Linked DNA regions of Anas platyrhynchos: region 2 is linked to region 1. Evidence: chromatin contacts called from public Hi-C data. All regions are on one chromosome and are shown on one strand. The core of a region is the stretch at or near the end of the contact, and the rest is flanking DNA. Distances in the headings are between cores, read along the strand shown.

Region 1 (7,662 bases), core at 1,391-3,890:
TGACATGAATCTTGCAGTGTTTGACATTTTCCCAGAGCTCTGTGTCCCAGAGATAAACGGCTACAGCTTCCACTAGAAAGCTTTTACCTTCCTTATTGTTAAGGGAGAGCCAAGAACTGACTTGATTACACCAAAAAGGCAAAGAATCCAAAGGAGGGGAAAAAAATTGCATGGTGTGACCCATCTGTATCTGTTTTATATCAGTCCTAACCAGACCAGTCAGCTTGGTTTCTGAGAAGTTTAGCATAGTGCATCTCCAGAAGCACCATGTTATTTGGATTTAGCCTTTAAAACAGAGGCTTTTTTTTTTTTTCTTTTTCCCCCCTCTCTTTGCAAAGTGGGAGTTTTTACTCATGCTACTCAGGAGTCAAAACATACTCTGAAAAGTGTATAGTTGTAGCTTAAACACAACGGCAACCTTCCTTCTTAATTCTTTCTCTATCACTCACTCAGAGGCTTCACGTAACAGTTAAGCAGCATAAAAACATCAATTGTGTGCCAGTTCCTGTAGAGGCCGCACACAACTCATTTATAAGGGTGGCAGGAGCCTCTGTATGAGAATCTGCTAACAAGACTATCCTTGGTACGATGAGCTCTGTGTGCTGAAGGAAATGCTGCTTTTGCAAGCTTATTTTGTTTATCTGACTGTCATAGTTTTGGCTGGGATAGAGTTAACTTTCTTTGTAGAAGTTTTTATGATGCCGTGTTTAGATGAAAAGAATGGTGATAGGACACCAATATCTTAGCTGTTGCAGAGCAGTGCTCACACAGAGCCAAGAACTTTTCAGCTCCTTGTGCTGCTCTGCCAGCAGGGAGGCTGAGGGTGCACCAGGAGCTGTGAGGGGACACATCCAGGACAGGTGACCCAGGCTGACCAAAGGGATGTCCCACACCATGTGGAGTAACACTCAGCAATAACAGAGGGAGGTGGAGGGTGAGGGGAACATCTGGAGTAATGGCATTTGCCTTCCCAACAAACCATGCAATGAGCCCTGCTTTCCTGGAAGTGGCTGAACACCTGCCTGCTGACAGGAAGTGGCAAATGAATTCCTTGTTTTGCTTTGCTTGCACCTGCAGCTTTTGCTTTATCTAGCAATCTGCCTTTATCTCAACGCATGAGTTCTCACACTTTTACCTTTCCAATTCTCTCCCCCATCCCACCTATGGAAAGTGAGTGAGCACTGCGTGTGTGGTACTGAGCTGCCTGCCGGGATTAGACCAAAACAATCACCTAGAGAGGAAGAAAAGCAGAAAAACAATTAACAAGTCAGGAGATAAAGGTAGTATAAGGACAGTATAAGCAGCAGCACACTTACAAAACTATTAGAAAACACCCTTGCTTTACCATGTCTATTAATTAAATATAAAGAATCATGGTCCTAGTCCAGATGATTCAGGAAGACACTTAGTGCCCATTGCATGAGCAAAGTTTCTCCTTTGTACACTGATGCTCAGGAGGAAAAATCCAAAGGCTGGGAACAGCCATGCCCCAGGGCAGAGCACTCTGGGTGCTGGCAGGAGATGCTCAGAAGAATCAAAAGCAGAGACCGGCTGCCTCCAGCACCCCTGCCCTGGCTGGGTGCTCTGCCGTGGGACACATGGAGCACAGCCTGTGCTGGCTCCTTGGCCACTTCTCAGCTGCCATGGCTGGGGACACTTTTGATGCTTCTGCTCTGAACCAGACGGCGTTGTGTCCCCTTGGGGCTGTGGGAGGAAAAATAGCTCAGAGGACTGCTCTGCACTAGGGACAAAGCTCTCAGATACTTCCTCTTCCTAGTTGCTTAAAAAAATAAAGAAAATTACATTTCCCAACCCCTGACAGGGTGTTACATTTCCTCAAGAGGAAGAAAAGCTGTACACCAGCTGAGTCAGCTCTGGGTTGCATAAGATATACCTCAGTCACTCTGGGAGAGTGACATTCACTCTAATTCCACTATTATTGGCATCCATAAATCTGCATGTGTCACACACTTATTGTAAAAAGTTAGCAACTCGGGGTGACTTTGCTTAAAGGGAACAAAAAAACTATCAAGCCCATGTGCATTAAGAAGATGCTATACAACATCCCAACATACAGATAAAATAAAAGATGGCAGCTATAAATAAGAACATTTAAAGATCAGCATCACAAAGTTGGGCATTGGCAAGTCAAAAATCTCCTGTTATTTACATAATTACTTGATAAGAAAGTAACAGAGCCCTAAGCTCTCTGGCTGCTTTTTTTTTTTTTTTTTTTTTTTTTTTTTACAGTACGCTTCCCATTTTTGCTCTACTTCTAGAACACAACAGAGCAAAAATCCACATTGCATCCACTTCCACATATTTTTTTAAATCTACAATTGACCAACATGCAAAAATACATGGCATGTTAAGAAGATAAGCTAGTGAGTGATTCAGGAGAGATGTTGAAACACCTTTGGGAGCACCAGGAGCAGGGGAGAGCTGTATGAGACCTGGTTTAAGTCTCAGGGCCACTGCGTGCTGCTGCCAGACCTTGTCCTCCTACCATATTTGGTAGAGCAACGAGGATGCAAAGCAAGAACTAAAAGCCTGGCTTGGCAGGCAGTTGGCAATAGAGCCTGTTTTGTGTATGCTGTAATTTGCGGTCACTATCTCAGGGAGATCTGATGCACTTTGCTCCCTCTGAGCATTCCCTGCCTCTGCCCTCCAGCCTTCACCTCACCACGCTCTGTACTGCAGCAGCCAGCATGAGAGCCCAGGGCTAAAAGGCATTCTGATTAACACAGGGCAAAGCAGACAAGGAAAGAACTTGTGCATACCCCAAAAGCTAAAGGAAGATGAAATACAGGCTTATGGCCCAACGAGAAGGATCAGAATGAGCTGGCTGCAGTGAATCTTGGTGCATTTGATTTTCCTTTTGTTTTAGTCCTCGCAAAAACTGTTATCTATAATCAAAGTGCATTAACTTTAACAAGCAAATAAACATACATCCAGATGAACAGGCTGGAGAACACTGAGATAAAGTGGATGTCTTCAGATGGGCAGGGCTATATTAGTCCCTGAGTGCAGAATGACCTAAATACTGAGGCCACCTGAAATCCTGGCAATGCCTGCAGCAAACAGGAGAAGTCTCTAAAAACTGAAGAACAAACATTATATTTGTTTTCAGAAAGGAAGCCTCCAAGCAATTATTCATCCAGTTATCCAACTCTTATCCCGAGAGAAATCCTGGAACAAAGTAAACAATTTTATATTCCTTCTTTGCCTTGTTTATGAGCCATTAACAACAGTTTGTGCCAAAACACACACACACACACACACACACACACACACACACACACACATATATATCTATATTTGATAGCCCAAATATGTGGGGCAACATCCTTATGATCAACTTGAAGAAATATAACAGTTAATCACTGAGATAGGCAAGCAGCTAGCTAAAAACAAAACAAAACAAAACACTCTTAAAGAGCACTTGACCACCCAGCAGGATAGCAAATGCTGCTATTTCACAGGAATCTGCCAGGTTAGCAGCTTTTTTCAGCATTTTAAACAATTTAATCATGTGAAAGATGGCACTCCATGGATTATATTGAATGAGAAATGGTTAGAAAGATGTCCAGGGACACGCTTAGAGTATAAAAGATTGCAACAGTTTCCAAATGGCACAGAAAGATAAGTGACAAAAATGCAATTCAATAAAATTGTTAAAAGTATTCCTCTTAGGCAGAAGAAATCAATTTTGCAGAAAAAAGTGACTAACAGGGTAGCAGCATCGCTAAAAAGATCAAAAATTGTAGAAAGCCACAAACTGACTGTATAACAATTCATTGCCACAAAAAGAAGGAAAAACTACTCATTCTGGACATACTTGGGGAAAGGACTGATGGACAAATAAGGTAAGTGTTCTGCTGTTCTGGGGATGATGCAGTTTTGCTTAGAAAGCAACACACACAGCTATAGAGAAGACCAGTAAGAATGACAAAATGTTTAGAAACATAATTTAGGAGATGAGTTTGAAAGATTTGGGCTGTTTTCAAAGAAAACAGAAGATAGAGACTGAAGTCAAGGCAGTATATCAGAGTGCAAAAACAGCTGCTGAACAGTCATGGTCCCTGGCAATAGCAGAAAGAACAAGAAATCAACTTAGTTTGCAGCAAATTTAATTTAGGTCAGTTACTAAGGGAGTTTTCTAATTAAGGCAAATACAGCAGTAGAACAGAATATTTGGGAGCTTCCTTCATGAGATTTTTATTTATATATATATAAAAACAACCAACAGCAACAACAACAACAACAAAAAAACAAGCTTGGCAAACAGACACCATTAGTGCTCAGTTCTGGCACAGAAGAACACAGCAGGTGTTGTCCTGAGACCTCCTCTAGCCCTACCTAAGCTTTAATAAATGGTTTATCAATATAATTTTACGTAACTCCTGTAAACAAAAAATACCCCACACATATTACACACCTAATAAAAATGAGCCAGTTTTTCCAAGGATGCAGGTTTTTTGCTTTAAGCTAAGCTTAAACACAGCCCCTTAAGTCCAACATGCAGATGGGTGTGTTACCAGCTTTTCTGCCTTTTATTCCCCCTAGGAAAACAAGTCAAAGTCTTGTGCACACTGGAATAGCTATATGAAAATCAGCTCTTGAAAAATGTTAGCTAATGGTTCTGCCTTAGTAGTTGCCAATGTAGTCAGGGTTATCTACATTTGAATATTCTCCCGGAAAACGGTAGGATGTAAATTAAGAACTAAATAGCTATACCGTGAATAATGTTCCCTGTAGCTGACACCTTGACATTTGAAGGGCTGAACAGTTTCATACCTTTTCAGAAAAGTACCTAGCTGGCATTTTCAAAGCTTCTACGCTGACATTTTGTGTAAAGGAAGGAAACTAGTGAGGCTAAGAGGCTTTGACGTGTAGGAGTAAGAAAGGTTCCAACAGGCAAAATAGATAAATACGAATTAATTTCAGTGCTTCCACTGCCATTGCCAAAAATCAATGGTATTTGTTTGAACTTGCTTCATTAAAACAGGTCAGAGAGAGGTGGTAATGACATACTTAAGTGCTTTAAGGAAGCACTGGCTTTTTGTAATTCATACGTTACAGAATTGCTCTGTATACAGGCAATGAGGTCTAAGACAGCTATAGCTGATAGCATGTGATCTAATTGGTCTTTGATTAGATCAATAGGAAAAGATGCCCATTGCACACATCAGTTAGTTGGTTTTTTAGAATGAAGCACATGTTCAGGTGTTTGTTTTGTTGTTTTCATATCACAGAAGGTGTAGGGCCAGCACTACTTTTAATACAAGACATTAGTTTAACTCTGGGTTCAAGTTGCCCCTAAATTTCAATTTAGCTTATTACACTCTGTCTGTGTTCCAGAAAGTGATACTGTCTGAGTTTAATGAGCTTCTTTGTGTCCACTTTCTGTCTCATGCTTTTAGCCAAGACCAGTTTAGAATGTAATGCAAGTTAAGCAAAACATCAATGTAATAAGCTAAGCGTATGATTACTTGAAATACTGTTTGGCTGGAAAGTGTCTTTTTGTAGATGCTTTGTGCAAGAGTCATCAAAATAATTTCAGTACTTTGGCAAAAGCAAAACAAGGAGCAGGGAGTATTACTAGAATACACTGGCTGGTTTACAGCTCTGCAGTGACAGCAGTGATCAACTTCCACTGCTGACTTATTACCTTAAGAGCACTACTTAGAAATAGCTACATCAGAGCTGTTGTTGAGATACTTTAATGATAAATATGCAAGGTTTACAAGCAAAGAGAAATTAATTCATTAGCCTAACAACGTAAGTGGAGGAAAGAGAAAAGACCTAGAAGTAATCAACAGGCTTTCAAGCTCTCACACGCTGCAAACCTGAGGCACCGTTTCCGGACCCAAAAGAAAGTTTTACTCTCCCTTTCCCTCCCACCCAAACTGATATTGCTTTGCTGTGGTGAGAGTGTGGATTTATTTACATCAAAGTGATCTTCAGTCACTTACTTTTCACCATGATTCAACGTAGCTAGTAGGAAACTCGTCCAAATAGAATGATCTTAATCTGGTTTTGCATTTGGATTTTAATTTTTGTCTAGAAGCTACATTTCTACAGCTGACAGCACAACCGCTTGGGATTGTTCCAATAGAATAGTTTCAGCATAAAGCAAGTGAGCAAAACCAAAGTATTTGGAAATCACCATGATGAATCTTCAATAATCCTGACAGACCTCTTGTTCTTACCAGACTGTCTGTTCCTGGAGCTCAGGCACTCAGCAGCTGCCAAACACAGTGCTGGGGGGAGCAGGAGGGAGGTTTATGCTGCACCCTGACCGTACCTGGGCTTCAAGTCACCTACCTCCTCCTCTTTCTTGGGGCGAGGGGAAAATCCCTCCAACACTGATTTTTTTTTTTTTTTTTAAATGAAAAATAAACCAACATTTCCCTTCCAATGGAAATTCTGAACATTTCAAGTGCCAATTCAGAACTAAATTTATTGAAGATTTTCCAGAGAACGGAAATACCCAAACTGTGAATAGTTCTTTCTACCTATTAAACACCACAACACCTTGGTGTACAACTCAGTGTCCATCTACTCATTACTTTAAAGTTATTCAATTATGTCATACCTTAATTGAAATTAATTAAAAATATCACAAAGTGTTTAATCTTTATAGACATTCCAAATGCAGAAAACATCATTTGTTTTGTATTTAACATGATGTATTAAAATAGGGAAAGGTTATCGGAGGGGAATGTTTAAAATTAGTGGCCATTATTGCCATAAACATTGTAGAAATAAAAAACAGATTGTTCAAAATTAAAGAATAAGCTGTGAAGTTAAATAGCAGAAGTATCTGCTCACTGAACTGAAGGGAACAAAATGTACTTTCACTGAATCTTTCAAATAATCCATCACTAATGTGTTTATTTGGCACTTGAACACATTTTGGTGTAAGCAGCTAAGCAATGGCTATCATCAGGTTAGCAACCTGACATTTTCAATTACTTCAACAGCTAACAGGCACATTAAATATTTAAACTACACTGGAGGTTACAGAACACTCAGTCAAATTTCAGTTTGAGAATTTTATTACTTCTCTACACCATTTTTAAAAAAACATGCCAATATAAGAAAGTAGTGTTGCAATGAGCATGCACAGGGCAAGACCACCCCCCTGGTGCACAGCCCTATCTCCATTTCATTACTCAAGCCAAAAAATGGCAGCCCCAATGTTCCCCACTGATCGTGCAGGCTGAGTTCACAGAAAGAAGACAAAGCAACACTTTTTTTCTTCCTCTATGTTTTGCATGCCTTAAACACTTTCTTATTAAACCATTGGCATCTTTTCTGTCTCAATTTATCTTCTCAACCAAGGAAGAGTATGCCATGTATCCATATTGAAAAACATTCAAACATATTTATTCATTCCTTAAACAAACTTACAAATCAAGTAACTGCAACAAAGAGCAAACATATGATAGCAAAACTTAGAAAAAAATAACCATAAACAAGACAAGATTAAAATAAACTTGAACAGTTACTTTGTATGCCAAAACACAGGCTCAAGAAATCCATCCTTAGGAAGTGTGTCAATTACTATTATTCAGAAAACAAAGTACTACCCAAACATTTCTATTCTGATTAAACCATCCTTTGCATTTAAGCTTTCCTCTTGGCCTAGTACTTCAT
Region 2 (7,662 bases), core at 3,591-6,090, 200 kb before region 1:
TTGATTGCACTGTCATCTTTGAGTAAAAGTGAACTTACTTGATTTCTATTTCATGTAACTTATAAAAATTTCACAACATCAAAAATGATCAGAGACATGAATGAGACCTAATGGATGCAATGCAATTGATGTTTCAGCTCATGAAAATCACCAAGGAGATGAGAAGAAAAACCGATACATCTCCTCTCAAATTTCAGCCAGAAACATCAGGTAATTGAGTGAACCTGTCAAACCAATGCACACCTTCAGCTGTGGACCCAGAATGCTGCAAAATGTTTTCCAAGCAGGTGATGGATTTAAATCTTTGACTTGCAAAAAACAGCCCTGTCTCCAAAATAGTTGAGAGGAGCTGGGGAAGCTTTGGTTGTTGCCAGACCCTGGTGGGGGGGGACCTTTGGCAGTGTGGTCCCTCTGCTTTTAGTGCCCCTTCGAGACACTGGCTGTCCCAGGTGTCAGGTAAGGCTTGCCCAGAGTTAATATGCAGAAATAGCTCAACATGATTTTAAAATTGCAATAATGAGGGACAGGACATGCTCCATGTTTTCTTGTTTGCCTTTGCCATCAAGAGTGCCGAGGCGCTCAGGGAGATGTTCCCTACCAACCCACGAGCTGGGACCCACAGCCTGTGAGTGCAGCCCTCAAGGGGACAGGGGGACATTTGTCCCCTGTGGCTGGATCCGGCCCTCCCGAGCCATGCTGGGCATCCCAGCCCGCTGCTACCTGTGGCTCCACTGTGGCCAGGAGGAGCAGCGTGCACAGCACCCTTGTGAGCAAACAGCAAAACATCTGAACTCTTGCCTATGAAATTCAATTCTGGATTTCCTAAAGCAATCTCCCCATTCCACCAGCCTCATCAGGGAAGAGTGTAATTTCATTTAATCCATTTCTTGAGTTCAGAGTCGACTGTGTTGCCATAATGCTAATATCACTGTTCTGCTATCCCCAGAGACTTGAGTGACGAGTTTAGGCCCAAAATCAAATTTGTCTCGAAGCTTCACGAGGATCTATCAGCGAAATTACCTGTGGTCTCTACCCAGAAGCTTTGTCATGCAGTTCAGCTCTGAAAGGACGCATTAGGCCAGCCAGGTGAGGTTATATCATTTTTTGTGTTTGGAGCAATGAAATACTGAAACAATATATATGCAAAGCAATCAAAACATTTAGAGCGAGGGCTGTGTTCATCTTTAGAATATGAAAACAGCTTTTTGGTATTCTCAGCTCTCTGAACTTGTATTTGCCTTTGTATGACTGCAAATAAGGTTTTCGCTTGCAAGGATGTTTGCAAGAAGTTGTTGGCATAAACCTCGGTATAAACTATAAACTGCACAAACTGTATTTTCTCCTGGATGTTCATGGATGGAGGGCTGTGAATGACTCCTCAAAGGATGCATTCATTGGAGCCCTTGTTCTGCTGAAGGGTTCTCAGCTACCTGACCTTGATGAGGAGCCCCACAGCAGAAATTCACTGTCTGGTGGCACAATGCTCCTTTTGTCAGCGAACAGTGAATTTTCTTGTAAATGAAGTTAGAGAATGATGAGAGCTAGAGTAAGGAAGGATGAGTTCAAGGGGTGTTTAGGCCAAACAAAAGGTGGGATTTCAGAACAGCTATTTTGAGGTTCTCAAGTCCCATTTCAGTTATTATCTCCGAGATGACGTTTTTCTTTCAAACATCTCCCTTAAAATTTGAAGAAAATCCGGAACGAGATGGATCCAGGAGCCGAACTTACCCTTTTCTTTCAGGTCAAAGAATTCCTCCTGCCCCGGGAGGGCCATTTTCGTGACCTTAAACCTCCTCAAAAGCCACCCGGCCGAAGCTGCGGCTCGGCGGCCGCCAGAGGGAGCCGAGAGGTGCCGGAGCCGGGGCCGGGCGGTACCGGGCGGGCTGGAGGGGGCCGAGCCCCGGAGCCCCGGAGCTCTCCTTACCGATGCTGCTCGGCCTCTGCTTCTCCCCGGGGGCTGCTCCCTCGCTGTGACCCAGCCACAGCTCCGCGGACAGCGGGCAGGGGGCTGCCGGCGGCCCGGAGGTGCGTGATCCGCCGGGAGAAATTGGGAATTTTCCCTCCGGGCACGGCGAGCTGGGAAGCGTCTTAATAGACATCATTACATTAGAATAATTGCTGCGGAATCAGCAAAGCGCGGGCATAATCTTTAATGCCTGGGAAATCTCGCACAGTTTCAAAATAATTAAAAGCGGGATTAATCTAGATGCCAGACAACGCCTGCCTAATTACTAATGAATGGGGCTATCTGAATGGCTGCAGCACCCTCAGCAGCATCAGCGAAACGGTGCAGAAAGCGGTTACGTGGCTGGGAGAGGAACCGCAGCTGGGAGGGACCCCAGCACCTGAGCAGCAGGACCCCTGTGGAAAGTTCCCCCTGCTTGGAGCAGACCCGGTGTGTCTCTCTGGTAATGATTTTGCAGACCTGGCGTTGATATGTCACCTTTTGACTCCTTTTAAAATGAAACCAGCAACACTGGGACGAGTCTGGAGCCCTGTGGAGCCCAAAGCTCCTCAATAGCTGTCCTCCTGCACAAACACAAATCAATGCGACTTTTGCTGGTGCAGGGTTGTGCAGTGCTGGTCGCAGCAGCAGGAATTGCTACGGCCCTTCTGCTGCAGCAGGAGGCAACAACCCTTGCAACTGCTGTCACACAGGACCATGCACTGTCCCTGCAGCACACATCACCGGGTCACATCCCAGGCAGCAGCAGGGTAAAGCCTGGCTGCAGGGTGCTGCTTCCAGGAGCATTGCAGCTGTCAATACACAAAACCAAAGTCCTCTCTGCAGGGAAGGCGTTACAATGCATGTCCTGGCTGAGCCCTGGCCATTCTGGCAACCTGCTGGCACAGCTGGATAATGCCAGACTCGTGTTGAGGTTGGGATGCCTGTGGCACTGGTGGATGGAAGCCACGTTGTGCCAGTTGTCCCCACATGCCTCTAGCTGTGGCCAGTACACACCAAGGCTGTGTCCCCTGGAGCTGATTGCAGAGATCATTCACAGATTTACAGTCATTGCTGGCATTTTTGTGTTTTCCTGAGACCTGCCACACTTGTAATAATTTCTGCTGCTTTTGGTTGAAGGCCAATGTCAGGAACTCCCCTTTTCCCTGTTCCCAGCGCTGTGGATGTAGTCGCTCTGGGAGGATAAGTTGTGCTGTGACTGCGTCTGCATTTGCTGCTGGCATTGCCCCATTTGTTGTCATCCTTAGAGGTGTTTTACGGGCATGTGTTTATTTTGATTCAGTAGAAAAATAAGTCTTCCGTATTTGTGTTTTAAACAAATCCTCCCCACCAGATCAAGGTGGGCTAATTCCTTGTGTGGGAAGGTGAATGCAGTGAGCAGCTCCTCCAACATGGCTCTGTCTCCCCACCATCTAACCCACCATCTCCCTCTCTCCAGTGGCAGCTCCTTTTGTTTCTGAATATGTACAGATGAAAGAAAGAACCGACAAAACAAATCTCTCTGATCTCTCTTTACAAGCATCTATTCTCCCCTGGAGAGATCAATGGGAGGAGTTGGAAAAGGGTGTTTTATTTCAAAATTGTTCACACGGGGGATTCACAAGCAGCAGTGACCTCCCCATGGTGGAAACCACCTGGTGCACTGCACAGAGAGCTGCACAGGAGGAGGGAGGGAGAGGGAGTGCGGCTGGATTTGGGTTCTGTGGGGGCCAGGGCTGCAGCCAGAGCACCCGTCTGCCCGGCACAGGCATCAGTGCCAGGGCACCACTTGCTTGGCAAAATCCCTCATCCTCCCTAGAGATGGGAAGCAGGATGGGCTCATGGCATACACGCAGCTATGGTCTGGTCAGAAAGAAGCAGCAATGCTGTAAATCACTGGTCATGCCTCAAGCAGGGGGTTGTGCAGCTCCTTTCTGCTGCTCTGCAGCTCAGGCTGATGGTGCTGGCCCCAGGATCTTTTCTTGCTGGGGAGCTGAAAGGGGTGGAGAGAAGAGGGGGTCTGGAGTGGGTCTGAACGTAGTTCATCCTCTCCAGGAAGTGGAGAGAGGAGGTTGGGAGGCTGCAAAAGCTGGTATTTCACCTGTAATTAAAAATTGTAGAGCTGAATGTGATGCTGTGCAGAATTAATGGGGCTGCATTGTTTATTTACATATATATAAAAAAAATGGGTGCTTATTGGGAGTAATGAATTATCATAGAATCATAGAATATCCTGAGTTGGAATGTGAATTCCAATAATTGTGAATAAAAACAGCCATACACTGATTTTTTAAAATACGGAAAAAAATTATTCTGTAAAAATGTAAGAGAATAACAGGAAGGATATCACAGAGCCTCAGGCCCTGTACGTCCCACTCTGAATTTCCACGTGGAGGACCCACAGGTGGAGGTGACCCAGGCGGTGCCGCGTGCTGCCAGGCGTCCCTGCATGCAGGTACGGTGTTTGTTCTGCCCTCGGTGGGTGTCTAAACTGGGATACCGCACCTGGGTGCTCATTGCTGAGACAAACAGTGGAGAGCTGGGGCACAGCCGTGGCTCAGCCCGTGCTGAGATCCTGCCCCGGGAGGCCACACCGCAATGGGCTCTGCCAAAATAATAAGCCAGCTGCCAGGCCCTATTCGGCACGCACCTCGCCTCCCATTGCCAGACCAGGCAGAAGAAGCACACTTTGCCAAAGCAGTTTCCCAAACGGTCACAGATTTTGCAGTAGCAAGAACAGGGCTGCTCCCTCCCACCCCGTGCCCTAGAGCTCGGTCATGGAGAGAGCACGAATTAAAATTAACGCTGGCTGGCTTCCTCGGTGCCCTTCAGAGTGCAGCGGCTGTGCTGGAGGCACGCGCTTGCAGGGCTGGCTCCATGCAGAGCCTGCATCTCGCAGGGCCCGCGGCCGCTGCTGACTCACGCACCGTGGTGCACGCTTCCCTGCACCGCCCGGTCACGCCATTGCAATGCACTTTTTTTTTTTTTCTTTCTTTCCTTTTTTTTTTTTTTGTGGATGACAGAATGCTGCATCGGCTGCTGTGTGTGCAAAGTGCTGCCTGCAGAATTTTAACTCCCTCCCAAGGCCTTTCAGGATGTCACTGCCCATCTGGAGGGAGTCGTGCTGGCTCTTTATCAAGCATCACATTGATTTTAAAATTACTTTGATGGCTCTTTAAGGCAGTGCACTTTTTGTGGCCCTCTGCATTTGTCAAAGATGATCTCTCTTTTCCCCATTGCAGGGCAGAGGGGTGGCATTATCTGCTTTTGCTGCATTGATTTTCTGTAAACAGGGGGTCATATTTTGGATGGGGAGAGGAAAATCTGAAATGAAGCAGCTGACTCTCACATTTCCCCCAGAAACATTCAGCTGTGGAGCAGAATGTCACTTGCTAAACACACTTTTAGGGCAGTGTGTTCCCAAGCCATCTGAGAGGTGGAGGAGATGTTGCTACAGTCCTGGTACTGTGCAACCCACAAGCTGTAAAACAGGGGGATCGGGGCCCCACATCACTGCCTTCTCATTCTTTGCTAAACCTGGCAAACTGTGCCCTGCGTCCTAACCCCCGGACGAGCCTGTTTGACCTGGCTGCTTTTCTGTCTCTTCTGTACAAAGCTGAAATGCAAACCCAAAACTGCAGAGGCAACATTTGAAATTAAGATCTAAAGGTGACTCATTCTGTCACCTTCTGCAGACTGCAGAACAGCCTTTCCTTAAGGATAAATAAAATCTCTGTATCTGTACACTCAGCTGTTAATACTGTAAATGAAGTACAATGTTTTTCAGATTATTGAATCATTACTGTCAGTAGAACAAGCAGCTCAAGCAGGCTGCCAAGCAGGAAGATGAAAGAAATCATTAATTTCACGTTACTGGTTCATGCACAGATTCCTAAGTGGGGGTGATTAACTACTGGATCAAGCCACCGAGGAGAGCGGGGGCTTCTCACTTTCTTATTGTCTCCAGATGAAGCTTGGCTGCCTTTCTGCAAGAGCTGCTTCTGCCAGACAGAGTTGTTGGACTCAGTGTTAGTCAACTGGATGAACCGTAGCAGGAGCCCACGACGTGCAAGAGGCCAGTGGAGACAACCTAATCGTCTCATCCACCCAGAAGGTTTGTCACAGGCTCTTAAAAAAGGTCTGGATATTTATGCACATTCTGAATACGCATAGGTCGGTGCATTCAGTTCCCTTTAAAGAAATACCTTTCAGCTGGCACCAGCTGAATGATGGTGATTCCATTCCCTGAAAATGTGGGTGCAGAACCTCTCCGTGGCGTCTGAAAGGCGGGAGGGGGGCAGCAAGGTGAATCTCCTTTTCTTTAGGGTCAGCTGTTAAAATGAGCTTTCACCCTGCAGCAGTGGGTGGAGGACATGCTGGCACTGCTATTTGCATCCCCAGCACTGCCGATTCCTGCAGGCAGCTGAGAAGGAGCAGTGTTAGCACCTTTCCCATCTCTCTGGAGGGCTTTGTGGGCTGTGTGATGCTGTGGTGAGCCAGTTCACACGATGTCGTGCCATGTCACGCTCTGGGACTCGCTTCAGTGTTGTCAGGGAGGGCTCAGTGGGGTGATCAGCCCCTTTGAGGCTGCCTCTCAAAGGGTCCAGGCACCCACCAGTTACCCCAGTACGTTGCTTGTGGCTAATGGGGTGGATTCTCCTTGCACTGGGCCTTTTCCATTCAAGCTGGCTTTCTAATGAGATGAGATATTTCTGCATCCATCACCCTGTGTTATTGTCTCTCCCTGGGAGTCAGCCCTGGGGCAATGGCTCTCACTGTCCTGGGGAGAAAAGCAAGGGTTTTCTCCCTGAACTATCCCTGTAGATGCTTGGCTACCAGCAGTTCCTAGCCAGGATAGAGGATTGCAGTTGAATCTTCTCCGTCACAGCCCTACAGAAAAAGGAATACCCAATTCTTTAAAATTAGGTAGGCAGATACTCTGCACCTCCCGTGGATCCCATTGCCCCAGTAACAGTGTGTTTCACGCTCCCTTTGGCATGGCCACCTTTATTTTAGAGAGAGCAAGCTGCTCCCAGAGGGCAGCTAGCCCTGGCTGCCTTTCATCACCATCTCTCACCCTGGGACGCTCATCTTCCTCGCAGACCTCACACAGGGGCTTGGCCATCCCCTGTGCTTGCATGCTGCTCCAGAGCTCAAAGCCTGGGAAATGTCTCTGATTAATTGATTAATTCTCAGGACTGCTAATTAAGCAGGATGTACCTCGGATTTGCTCAACAAAAGGATTTGGTTGCAAGCCTTTTTTTTTTTTTTTTCCTTTTTCCTTTTCTGCGAGATTTTGATTTGCTCAGCGGGGGCCTCGCTCATCAGTTGGCAGCCAGCTATGAAACCCTCAAACATGTGGCAGCTGGAGACATGGATCACGCCGGTGGGGTGGCTCTTTCTCAGCTCGGATGCCCACAGTGAGGTGCTGAGTGGCTCCCTCTGGGTGGGAGGAGGAAGCTGGAAGCAGGACGGAGCAGTCCTCGCTGCAGAGGACTCGTGGCAGTACTGCCTTTGAGAGGGGTGATGGACAAGGTGTTTTTTCCAGAACAAAATGCTTCTGGATGCATTTCTGGATCAAATGCCAGTGGGTTTGATATCATGACATTAAATATAGGTGTTGAGATTCTCCCCTCACATGCCAAGCAGCAGAGACATGCAGACATCTCATCATATCCCAACTTGCTCATTGCCTCAACTTGCTCCCCTGCCCCATT

Evidence for each region. Hi-C and Micro-C count contacts between places; a contact is called where the count stands out from the background.
Region 2: a Hi-C map of liver shows a contact between it and region 1, with 3 times the contacts expected there. The contact joins two enhancer-like sites. A contact is called at or near these places in 2 of 8 Hi-C or Micro-C datasets (liver and subcutaneous adipose tissue).

What each region holds. Positions count from the first base shown.
Region 1 is chr10:16,053,434-16,061,095 of IASCAAS_PekinDuck_T2T, reverse strand. IL13RA1 (interleukin 13 receptor subunit alpha 1) reads right to left here. Exons shown (of 10, transcript XM_027464870.3): 10 at 7,365-7,662. Among named protein-coding and RNA genes, the nearest start is that of STK26, 17 kb to the left of the region's middle. Within about 2 kb of position 2,640, at least 1 of the 8 cell types and tissues checked has an H3K27ac peak or open chromatin away from gene starts, as enhancers often do.
Region 2 is chr10:16,259,904-16,267,565 of IASCAAS_PekinDuck_T2T, reverse strand. No RefSeq gene overlaps it. Among named protein-coding and RNA genes, the nearest start is that of MBNL3, 15 kb to the right of the region's middle. Within about 2 kb of position 4,840, at least 2 of the 8 cell types and tissues checked have an H3K27ac peak or open chromatin away from gene starts, as enhancers often do.